2 separate regions of the Hordeum vulgare genome follow, and region 1 is linked to region 2. The links are chromatin contacts, called in public Hi-C maps. All regions are on one chromosome and are shown on one strand. The core of a region is the stretch at or near the end of the contact, and the rest is flanking DNA. Distances in the headings are between cores, read along the strand shown.

Region 1 (4,935 bases), core at 1,581-4,080, 480 kb after region 2:
TAGTGTATATGACAAGTGTACAAGTCCTAGAGTGGAAGAAAATACCAAAGGATTCAACACCTCATTCTCGATTGAGAGATATGCAGATGATACTCAACGGGACAAAATCATACAGACAAACAAGCATAGAGGGCAGAAGTACCTCATATAGTGAACTAGTAGCCTCCGCTGGAAGGAATACGCCCTGGAGAATTACTCCATCAGGAAACTGAACTCGGATGACAGCTTGTTTGTACTTCTGTCGAGCAGCCAGTGCCTGCTTCTCCTTATATGACTTTGGAATTAGCAACCGAGATTGTTCCAGCCTTTCCCTCCTCATCTTTGCCTCGTTCCTTACCTCCTCACCGCTAAGTTTGTAGAAGGAATCTGGTGTATCAATTTCTGCAACAGAACTTCCAGGGACATTGAAGAATACCCGAATCTGTGAAGTTATCATGGAAGTTCAATAAATTACATTTCTAAGGAGATATAAATGGGAGCAACAGCAAACTGCAAAATGGACAATCAATTGCAGAACATAACAGAAAAAGGACGCATCAGAGCACATATAGTCGTATATATGCTAAATTTCAGGTCTCAAGAGAAATACCCTTACAGTAATTACTAAATTCAACATGTTGAGGAAAAAAAATGTTAGTGGTGAAACACATGTATGCTATCAGATGCTGATATACCCCCGCCAACTTACGCACATATATATCAGAAACTGATATATCCCAATACCATGATATGTATCTTATTTGAGCTTCTTTAGTCAGAAGTACAAGCTGGGAGCTGTGACATGTCAATTTAGCTTCTTTAGTCAGAAGTTGCAACAGTTTTACCTGAACCCATACGTGATACGTCCATCCCCGCAAGATCAGATTCAAAAACAAAATCCGAATATCTGCATCTGATATATAATCAGGGACCAAGTTCCAATATTTAATTAGAACTAATTGCTCTACAATTTTTGAAATATACATTTTATAATTGCAGAAGTGTATAAAATGCATTTTCTGTAGCATGTGTCTTACACGATAGAGACAACATGTAGTGTATCCCAAACAGGAACATTATAAAGATACCATTCCACATACTTTGTAGCAAAAAGTAACAACATTGACAGAATGCTACAATGTTCCGAACATAGAAATAACTTAATTTAGGTATGAACTAAATATCATAGGTATAAAAAAGACAGGCCAAATCTTAAACATGAATATCAAAGTGTACTGTGTACAACAATACAAAAGACAGGCCAAAACTCAAACATGAATGTAGAAGTGTACGGCAATATAAAAGATGGGCCAAAACTCAAACATGAACATAGAAGTGTACGGCAATATAAAAGATGGGCCAAAACTCAAACATGAATATAGAAGTGTACAGCAAAAGGAAGTATCACATTTTACATACTACGTAGTTTCCTACATTCTGACCTCCAACATACTCCCTCCGTCTCAAAATAACTGTCTCAACCTTAGTATAACTTTGTACTAGAGCTAGTACAAAGTTGAGACACTTATTTTGGGACGGAGGGAGTATGATGGAGTAATATAGACTGCAAGTTTCCGGGATTCCACAATATGTCATGGAAATGGTACCACATTGTTAAGACAGACTTCCTATATATGAACATGACTGCATAATTTAGCACTGATCTCACAGAAATGGCATCACATTTTTATGATCTATTGGTGTAAGCACATCAATATTTAGTCGTTTTTACTCATTACTAAGTTCAAACAAAATCTATTTCTCACGAGTAAAGATGTGACATGTGTACACCAAGAAAATCATAGTGTGGACAAACCAACCTATCCATGCAGTTCAATTCATTGAGCAAAATATGATCATCCACATAACCAATTGATGGAGTAAACATTGAATTAGACGCCTGCTCACCTGACGATCAACAATCTTGTTAACCTCCTTTTGCTCGTCAACTCCGCTGCGGCAGCTCTCTTTGGACTCAGACCCGGCCAGAGTAGGTAGCGATGCCGAAGGATGGGACCTCTCAAGCAGTAGCACGGCCTGCCTGATCCCGCTAAGCCTCGCTTCCGTAGGAGTCTCGTCCATCGCGGCAAAGAGCTCCCCGCTCTCATCCCCGATCGTGAACCCTACCGCCTCGAGGAGCTCAAGCCCGCCCTCCCTGTCCGCCACGGCCTCCTTGATCCTAGGGTTACCGAGCCTGACCCTCCTGTACTTGTCGTTGCCGGGCTCCTTGAGCAGGTTGCCGAGAAGCTTCTTCACGACCTCGGCGGCCGCCGCGGGCGGGTTCGCGGCGAGGTACGCGGCAGCGCGGGCGCGGGCGCCGCCGGCCGACGCGAGGCAGCCATCGAGGTGCTCCGAGACGGCGTGCTCGGAGGAGAAGGCGTCGCCGCAGTTGGGGCACACGACCGTGTCGCCGCCGTTGGCATCTGGGCGGCGGGAGGAGGAGGAGGAGATGACGGCGGTGAAGGGGGTGAATTCGGAGGGGCCGGGCGGGCGCGGGGGCTGCTGCTTGGGGGCGGGCCTGGGGCTAGGGTTAGGGTTTGATTGACGGGAGGAGGAGGTGGAGGCGGAGGGGGGAGGGCCGGAGCCGAGGACGTGGGAGGGGCCCTTGAAGGACGGGGCGGAGGAGGAGGTGACCTTCTTCATGAGATCCTTCATCTTGTCCTTCATCATGGTCGCCGGCGGCCACTAGGTGTAGGCGGCAGAGGAGGAGGAGGATTGGCGTGGACGGGGAGTAGACTCGGTGGTGGTTGCCTCCGCGGGGTTCGAGGGGAAGAAGCAACGCGAGGGGAACAGATTGATAAAAGAAGGAAGAGCTACGGTGGTGGAGATCCAGCTGGGAAATGAAGCCGGCGTCCGGCAATCAGGCAATGGCATGGTACTTCGCTGCGAAGGCATCTTCGCCGAGTGGGCCGGGATGAACTCGGGACTGAAACTGGGCTTTGTTGGAGAATAGCACTTGCGCTCTACCCGTGGGCTTAGGCCCTGTTTCTTTAAAAAGTCCTAAAACTTTTTTTTTAGAGGGTGTTTGGATACGTTTTAGTCCCATGACTAAAAATAATGAGACTAAAACTTGCTAGCCTCACTCATGCTTGATTCAAATACTAAAGAGACTAAAATCAAGTTAATGAGCATTTATTATCCTCCAAACCCTCCAATCCAAAACTTGCATGAGGAGTTAAATGAGGAGAGAGAGGACTAATGCACATTTTAGTAGGGGTATCCCTGACTAAAAGATTTTAGTCTCAAGACTAGTTTTAGCCTCTCTTTAGTCAGGGTTGCTTGGAACTTTAGCCTCTTAAAGAGACTAGTTTTAGTCAAACTAGTTTTAGTCTCTTGGATCCAAGCACCCTCTTAGTCCCAACTAAAAAGTCTTTAGTCCTTACCGGTTTCTTTTCAGGGACTAAACATGGACTGGATGTCATTAAATTACATGCAAAAAGACCATGTTACCCCTAGTAATGTAGTAGAAGTTATTAAATGACATATGCTAAAAGTAGGGGCATGATAACCCACAAGTATATAGGAGATCGCAATAGTTTTTTAAGGGTAGAGTATTCAACCCAAATTTATTGATTCGACTCAAAGGAAAGCGAAAGTATATTCTGAAGTATTAGCAGTTGAGTTGTCAATTCAACCACACCTGAAAGATTTAGTGTCTCCAGCAAAGTATCAATAGCAAAGAAGTATGATAGCAGCAGTAGCAACAGAGTAACAGTAGCAGCAGTGACAGCAGTAGCGGCAAAGTAACAGTAGCAGGGACCAGTAGGAAAAACTCGTAGGCATTGGATCGGTGATGGATGATTATGCCGGATGCTATTCATCATGTAACAGCTATAACACAGAGAGATATGTAACTAGCTCCCGTTCGTCAATCTAATGTAGGCAACTATTCCATATGTAGTCATACGTGCTTAGGAAAAAGAACTTGCATGACATCTATTGTCCATCCCTCCCGTGGCAGCGGGGTCCTAATGGAAACTACGGGATATTAATATTCTTCTTTTAATAAAGAACCGGACCAACGCATTAACACTTGGTGAATACATGAACTCCTCATACTATGGTCATCTCCGGGAGTGGTTTCGGCTATTGTCACTCCGGGGTTGCCGGGTCATAACACATAGTAGGTGACTACAACTTGCAAGATAGGATCTAAAACACACATATATTGGCGATAACATAATAGGTTCAGATCTGAAATCATGGCACTCGGGCCCTAGTGACAAGCATTAAGCATGGCAAAGTAGTAGCAACATCAATCTCAGAACATAGTGGATACTAGGGATCAATCCCCGTCAAAACTAACTCGATTACATGATAGATCTCATCCAACTCATCATCGTCCAGCAAGCCTACGATGAGATTACTCACGAACGGTGAAGAGCATCATGGAATTGGCGATGAAGGAAGGTTGATGATGACGATGGCGACGATCTCCCCTCTCCGGAGCCCAGAACGGACTCCAGATCTGCCCTCCAGATGAAGAACAGGAGGTGGTGGCGCCTTCGTATCGTAAAATGCGATGAATCCTTCTCCCTGATTTTTTTCCGGATGAAACGGACTATATAGAGCTGGATTGAGAGGCGGTGGAGCGTCGTGGGCTCCACAAGCCTGCCCGGCGCGGCAGGGGGGCGCCTGGTGGGCTTGTGGGCTCACGGCTCCACTCCCTCCGCTGATTCTTGCGCCAGTATTTTTCATTAATTCCAGAAAAAATCTTCGTAAATTTTCAGGTCATTCCGAGAACTTTTATTTTTGCGCAAAAACAACACCATGGCAATTCTGCTGAAAACAGCGTTAATCCGGGTTAGTTCCATTCAAATCGTGCAAATTAGAGTCCAAAACAAGGGCAAAAGAGTTCGGGAAAGTAAATACGACGGAGACGTATCAACTCCCCCAAGCTTAAAGCCTTGCTTGTCCTCAAGCAATTCAGTTGACAAACTGAAAGAGACAAAAGAA
Region 2 (5,180 bases), core at 2,644-5,143:
ATAACACTTGGAAACACAGAGGATTTCTAGAGAACTTCCTACTTTTATCAACCATTTGGAAAGATGATTACCTCCTCAGCATGCCTACGCTGTCTTTCCAAGTCAGCTTTTTTCATGTCCCTCTCTTTACGCAGGCGTTCATACTTTTTCTTGTGCTCCTCAATTTTGTGTACATTGGGTTCAACCTGTACATGGAATGCATGTTTGAGACATATCCTTACTTAAGCAGACAGGATCAGTGTCCTCACTACTCTCCTTATCCCCATGGTAGGCTATGTTAACAAGAGTGCAGTAATTCGGAGCTCAGGCTATGCATTGAAACGCAAGGTTTTTACACTTTCTTGAGAGAGAAAAAAGGCTCCACTGATGCCAGATTTTTTTTAAAAAAAATCCTCCCTCCGATCCGAGTTAATTGACACAACCACTATACAATGTAAGTAAGACATTGCATAGAGGCTACAGGAGGGAGTAAAATAATTCCACATGTATATATATATATATATATATATATATATATATATATATATACTTCACCCCCCTCTATTTTAACATCAATACACCGTAATTTTACGTTCCGTAAATTTTGTCTTATTTTATACACAAAGAGAGACCGTAAAAAAATATAATCAATGTATAAATATTTTATGTCACGTAAAATTACGACCATACAAAAATAGTGCAAAAAATACAATAAACTCAATTTGTTTTGGTCTTGTGACCTATATTTTTGTTTTTCTTTTGTCAAATTTTACGTAGTGATTCAATATAAATGTAAATATTTGTATTTCAAATGTAATTTATTTGTAAATTGATCGTAAGATTATCTCGGGTGAAGAATAAACTATTCTGCACCCTGGGTGATGAATAGAGTTTCTATATATATATATAGATAGATAGATAGATAGATAGATAGATAGATGTAATATACATGTGTAAAATTCCATTAAGAACTACTGTGAGCTACATAAAAATACAGATTTGTGGATTTATAAAAAAGACAGCGTATATAATGTTTGCTATCTTCAACAAATTTTAACACCTCAAAATTTATTTTCGAATTTCTCAAAAATGCAGGATCACTAAGCCCAGGGTCCAAAAGGCATTTTGGATGTTAGTGGTCGCTATATTACCTTCTTAAGCTCTGAGCTGATCTCTTCATCAAAATCCAATTTTGCTGCCAAGTGAAGGTCATGAGCAGCATCTTCCCACTTCCCAAGCATAGCTTTCGCCATCCCTCGTGATTTATATCCTTTAGCAGAATCTGGATTTATCTGAGCAAGTACACATTACACAGGAACTTGATTGTGAGCATACCTATGGACAGCAATGAGATTTATTATCCATGAGGCGTCCAAACCTGTAATGCTGCCTCCGCATCAAGAATTGCTGCATTTGGTTTCTTCATCTTCACAAAAACACCAGCTGCATAAAATGCAACAAAGATAAGAGCGCCGTATAAAATCAAGATCAAATTGAAGGATTACATAGAGTAACTCTTGATACCCCTGGTTGCATAGAGGATAGCTGATGTGGGGTTCAGCAAGATGGCCTCCGTCAGGTTCTCGACTGCTTCGTCCAGTTTACCTAATACATAAATCCACATTTATTCAAATATTCAAATAGGAGGAGCACTTTCAGTACCGAGTTTCACCAAACTACAAAAGCTCGCATCCATTCTCTTATATTGCAGGTATTCAAAGATTAACTGGCTCACATCCCTATGACAATAATTAAACCTTACCTTCTGAAAGCGCATCAACGCCCTTCTTTTTGTAGAGCTGTGCCTTATCACGCATTTCTTCAGAGACTTCAACCGATGGATCTCCCATCTGTAACAGCCAAGGGCAAATTAACAACATCAATTTTTCACACCACCAGCACAGAACATATGGTTGATGGCTCTATCAAAATCAAACCACTTTTCACCAAAATCCTGACCTTCTGCAGAGGATCATTGTCCGGCTCAACAACTTCCCCCTCCAATTCAATGTCTGACTCCATGATTTCATCCTCAAAGCTGTTCTCTCCCACCTTCGCCATGCCTTCTGACGCCTTCTGCATAAACCAGAATTCACTAAAGTTCAACTAATCTGTAAAGTTTTTGTTTGAATAACTTGCACAAAACCAACTACTAGGACTAACTGCATCCAACGTTAAGAATAATAAAGATAATCTTGCACATCAATGACGCCCAAATCATCAACAATAGGGTGTCAGCGGCACACAATGAAGATAACAAGAAAGATTACCAGAACCCTCACTCCAAGGCTGCAAACAGGACCAAGATGCATGTCAGGAACAACAGAACCAATAAAATTCATAGGAAAAAAGAAAAAAACAAGAGGGAGAGTGGAACGGAGGGACGAAAGGCTTCGTCAAAGTCCAAAACAAAATGATTTCTTCGATGCTTCCTCTCATTTTGGTGCCAACAGGATAAGCGAAGAATCCGATTGAACGAGATCACCTGATGAGGTGTCCATGAAGAAGAAGAGGGAGGGATACGCGTCAAAAAAGAAGAGGGAGGGATAGTGGAGGAGACTAGGTTTGGAGCGGCAATGAGCGATAAGAAACTGCACTGGGCCACCGCCGCATCGTCCAGACCATCTTCCACCTCTTACCAGTTGATTGCAGGAGTTTTCCCCTGAAATAAAGGTGATGTTTCTGAACCCTGGGTGACAGGGATCTATGGATTGGTGATGGTGATGAACTCAGGATTGAGAGGGAGATCCCATGGAGATGTAGATTAGATGTATCTTTGGTGCTCATTATTTTTTATCTGCCAGATCGACCGTGTATTTATGTAGGGAAGTCTTATTCAGAGAAACTGTATTCCATTTATTGTGGTACAAATAGCTAGTTTCACTTCCATATTATATTTTGTGAAATACTTCCATCATAAACCATGTTAAAATCGATTCTCGCAATAAATGTGTAGATGATGTGCAAAATCAGCCTGATTGCCCAAATACCATAGGCTGCGATATTTTCCAGGCATAAGAGGGATGTCATGGACAACATGGCAGATTGTTATGCTCTATGATCATCTGTCCGCATTATGATCTGATTTGCGAGCTCATGTTATGAATTGTATTACTAGTGACTCTATGCTGTCCCCAACGAATGCAACATTTTATAGAGAATCATCCTACAGTTCAATTTGAGCTGCGAGGATTTTTCCCATAGGTTTGCGTATTGGTACATGATTATGCTTTGAGCGTCGATGACAGAATTACTTAGCAACCACGGACTTTGTCGCTCAGTGTAAGTGATAGTTTATAGTTTCATTTATATGAACAGTGGTTGCTTCTCCAGCAAGAGGAGCTTGGAACTGAATTAGGCAACAGAACCATGACAGAATTTTAGGAAGGCCAGAATTACCAACTCACGCAACCATGGGAGAATCAATCAACCAAGCTGAAAGAGACGTGCCGAACCCACAACCAGGAGAACCTAGTACCCGGATTTTGCAATCTAGAAGCTACAGCCATAGGCAGAATGAACCACTTCATCGGCCCGAAACGAACGCTAGAGAATTTTACCAACAATATTCAGTAACGACGCACATGCTACGAATCAGCCCAACAATATTCAGTAACGACGCACATGCTACAAATCACACACCGTGGACGGGGAAACTCTAGGGTACGCAGCAGCGCAGATCAAAGAGGAGGCCAGGGCGCTCACCTTGTCTTGACGCGGACCCGGTGCCGCTGCACGGAGCAGGCCCTCGCTTGTCGAGAGGGCCGGTGTTGCTCGCTGGAGCCCTGACGGCCGCCGTGCCCTAGCTTGGTAGAACGACCGAGGGTGGAATCGCCCCAGCCGCACGCAGCGCCGCCGGCCGTTCGAACTCGCTTGCTTTAGTCGGAGCTGTCGGGTCTGTCTCGCGGTCACGGCCGTTCGGTGCAACCGTGTGTTTACTCGCCAGCACTAGTTGTGGGCCTGTTTTTTAGGTAAGTTGTGGGCCTTTTAGCAGCCGCAACTTTGCAAGTTGGTTTTAGTCGCCAGCGCTAGCTATGGGCCGTTTAGAGCCGAACCCATGCATCCGATGCCGGCCCAAATATATGAAGCCCGTGTCTTCTTTTTTTTGTCGAATATATGAAGGTGTGATTTCTTATTTTCTTTTCCAAAATTACCCTAAAATGTCATCTCAATTTTGTTTTTTTTTACTGATGAAACACGGCTGCTCCTTATCGCATAAAAAATGTCAAGCATCCTTGCGAAAATAATACAATCTACTATTACTTTTTACGTTACTGTTCATCCAGGTGCATATGCATCCGGGAGCCAAAACACCTCTCCCTTTTTGGAGGCTCTACTTTTTTGCCCATATCACCATGAATTCTATTGTTTCAAAAAAGTTTACACGTAGATAGAACACTAAGTAATCTTTATTGCCAAAATAGTTTAAAACTTTTTGAATCTTTCTAATTTTTTACTGTTTATGGTGGGTGCATCCGTGCTGGGGAGTAAATTAGCACTGAGACTGACAGTACCTACATGCTCACACTTACCCTCGACCAGTGAGAATCTCTAAAAGTGCTCGACAAGAAGAGGAACTGCACGTTAAAAGGGTCATTTTCTCAACCTGTGAGCTCAGCTGGTTAAATATCCTCATCTGGAGAAATATCTAATAAACCCAAAGCAAAGCAAGAATCACCAGTAGTACAACCAATTTGGGGGCATCTTTCTTGGAATTCCCAACATATATGTACGTATGGTACGGTCAAAGTAAGCCCATGAAGCTTTCAGTGTTCGTCTGTGAGGTTAGAGAAATAAAACAACGGAGAATAAAATAATAAAAAGAAAGGAAAGGAAAGGAAAGGGAGATACTGTACAGCATACAGTACATCCGTTCATTGCGGAGTACCATCTGGCATCCACAATTTCAAGCAAAACCACCCAAATTAAGGATCCCTGTAGTGGCTGGCCCAGGGTGGTTATCTGATGGTTATCTGAATTCAGTGCTCACCTAGAAAGATCTATAATTAGATATTCACACAGATCTTAGATAAAATAAATAAATAGGTAATTCACCACCCAGGCTCATCCGCGCTGATGAACAATAAATTCAAAAAGATAGCTAAAATTTTGAAGAAAAGTGTAACTTTCTGGCATGAATATCTTCAGTTCATAGGGAGCATGCAGATTCATGGTGTTTGGATATTCAAAGTTTCTTTCAT

The links. Hi-C and Micro-C count contacts between places; a contact is called where the count stands out from the background.
Region 1: a Hi-C map of seedling shows a contact between it and region 2, with 7 times the contacts expected there. The contact joins the promoter of LOC123396095 here to the promoter of LOC123396078 in region 2. A contact is called at or near these places in 4 of 6 Hi-C or Micro-C datasets (leaf and seedling) and 1 of 1 datasets of contacts at active chromatin or transcription factors (embryo).

Annotation. Positions count from the first base shown.
Region 1 is chr5H:424,699,197-424,704,131 of MorexV3_pseudomolecules_assembly, forward strand. It overlaps LOC123396095 (plant UBX domain-containing protein 2), which reads right to left and starts at 2,831. Exons shown (of 3, transcript XM_045091132.1): 1 at 1,888-2,831; 2 at 143-421. The coding sequence starts at 2,649.
Region 2 is chr5H:424,216,799-424,221,978 of MorexV3_pseudomolecules_assembly, forward strand. LOC123396078 (TPR repeat-containing thioredoxin TDX) reads right to left here and starts at 3,894. Exons shown (of 9, transcript XM_045091108.1): 1 at 3,685-3,894; 2 at 1,939-2,055; 3 at 1,742-1,829; 4 at 1,504-1,584; 5 at 1,358-1,422; 6 at 1,131-1,271; 7 at 72-185. The coding sequence starts at 2,040.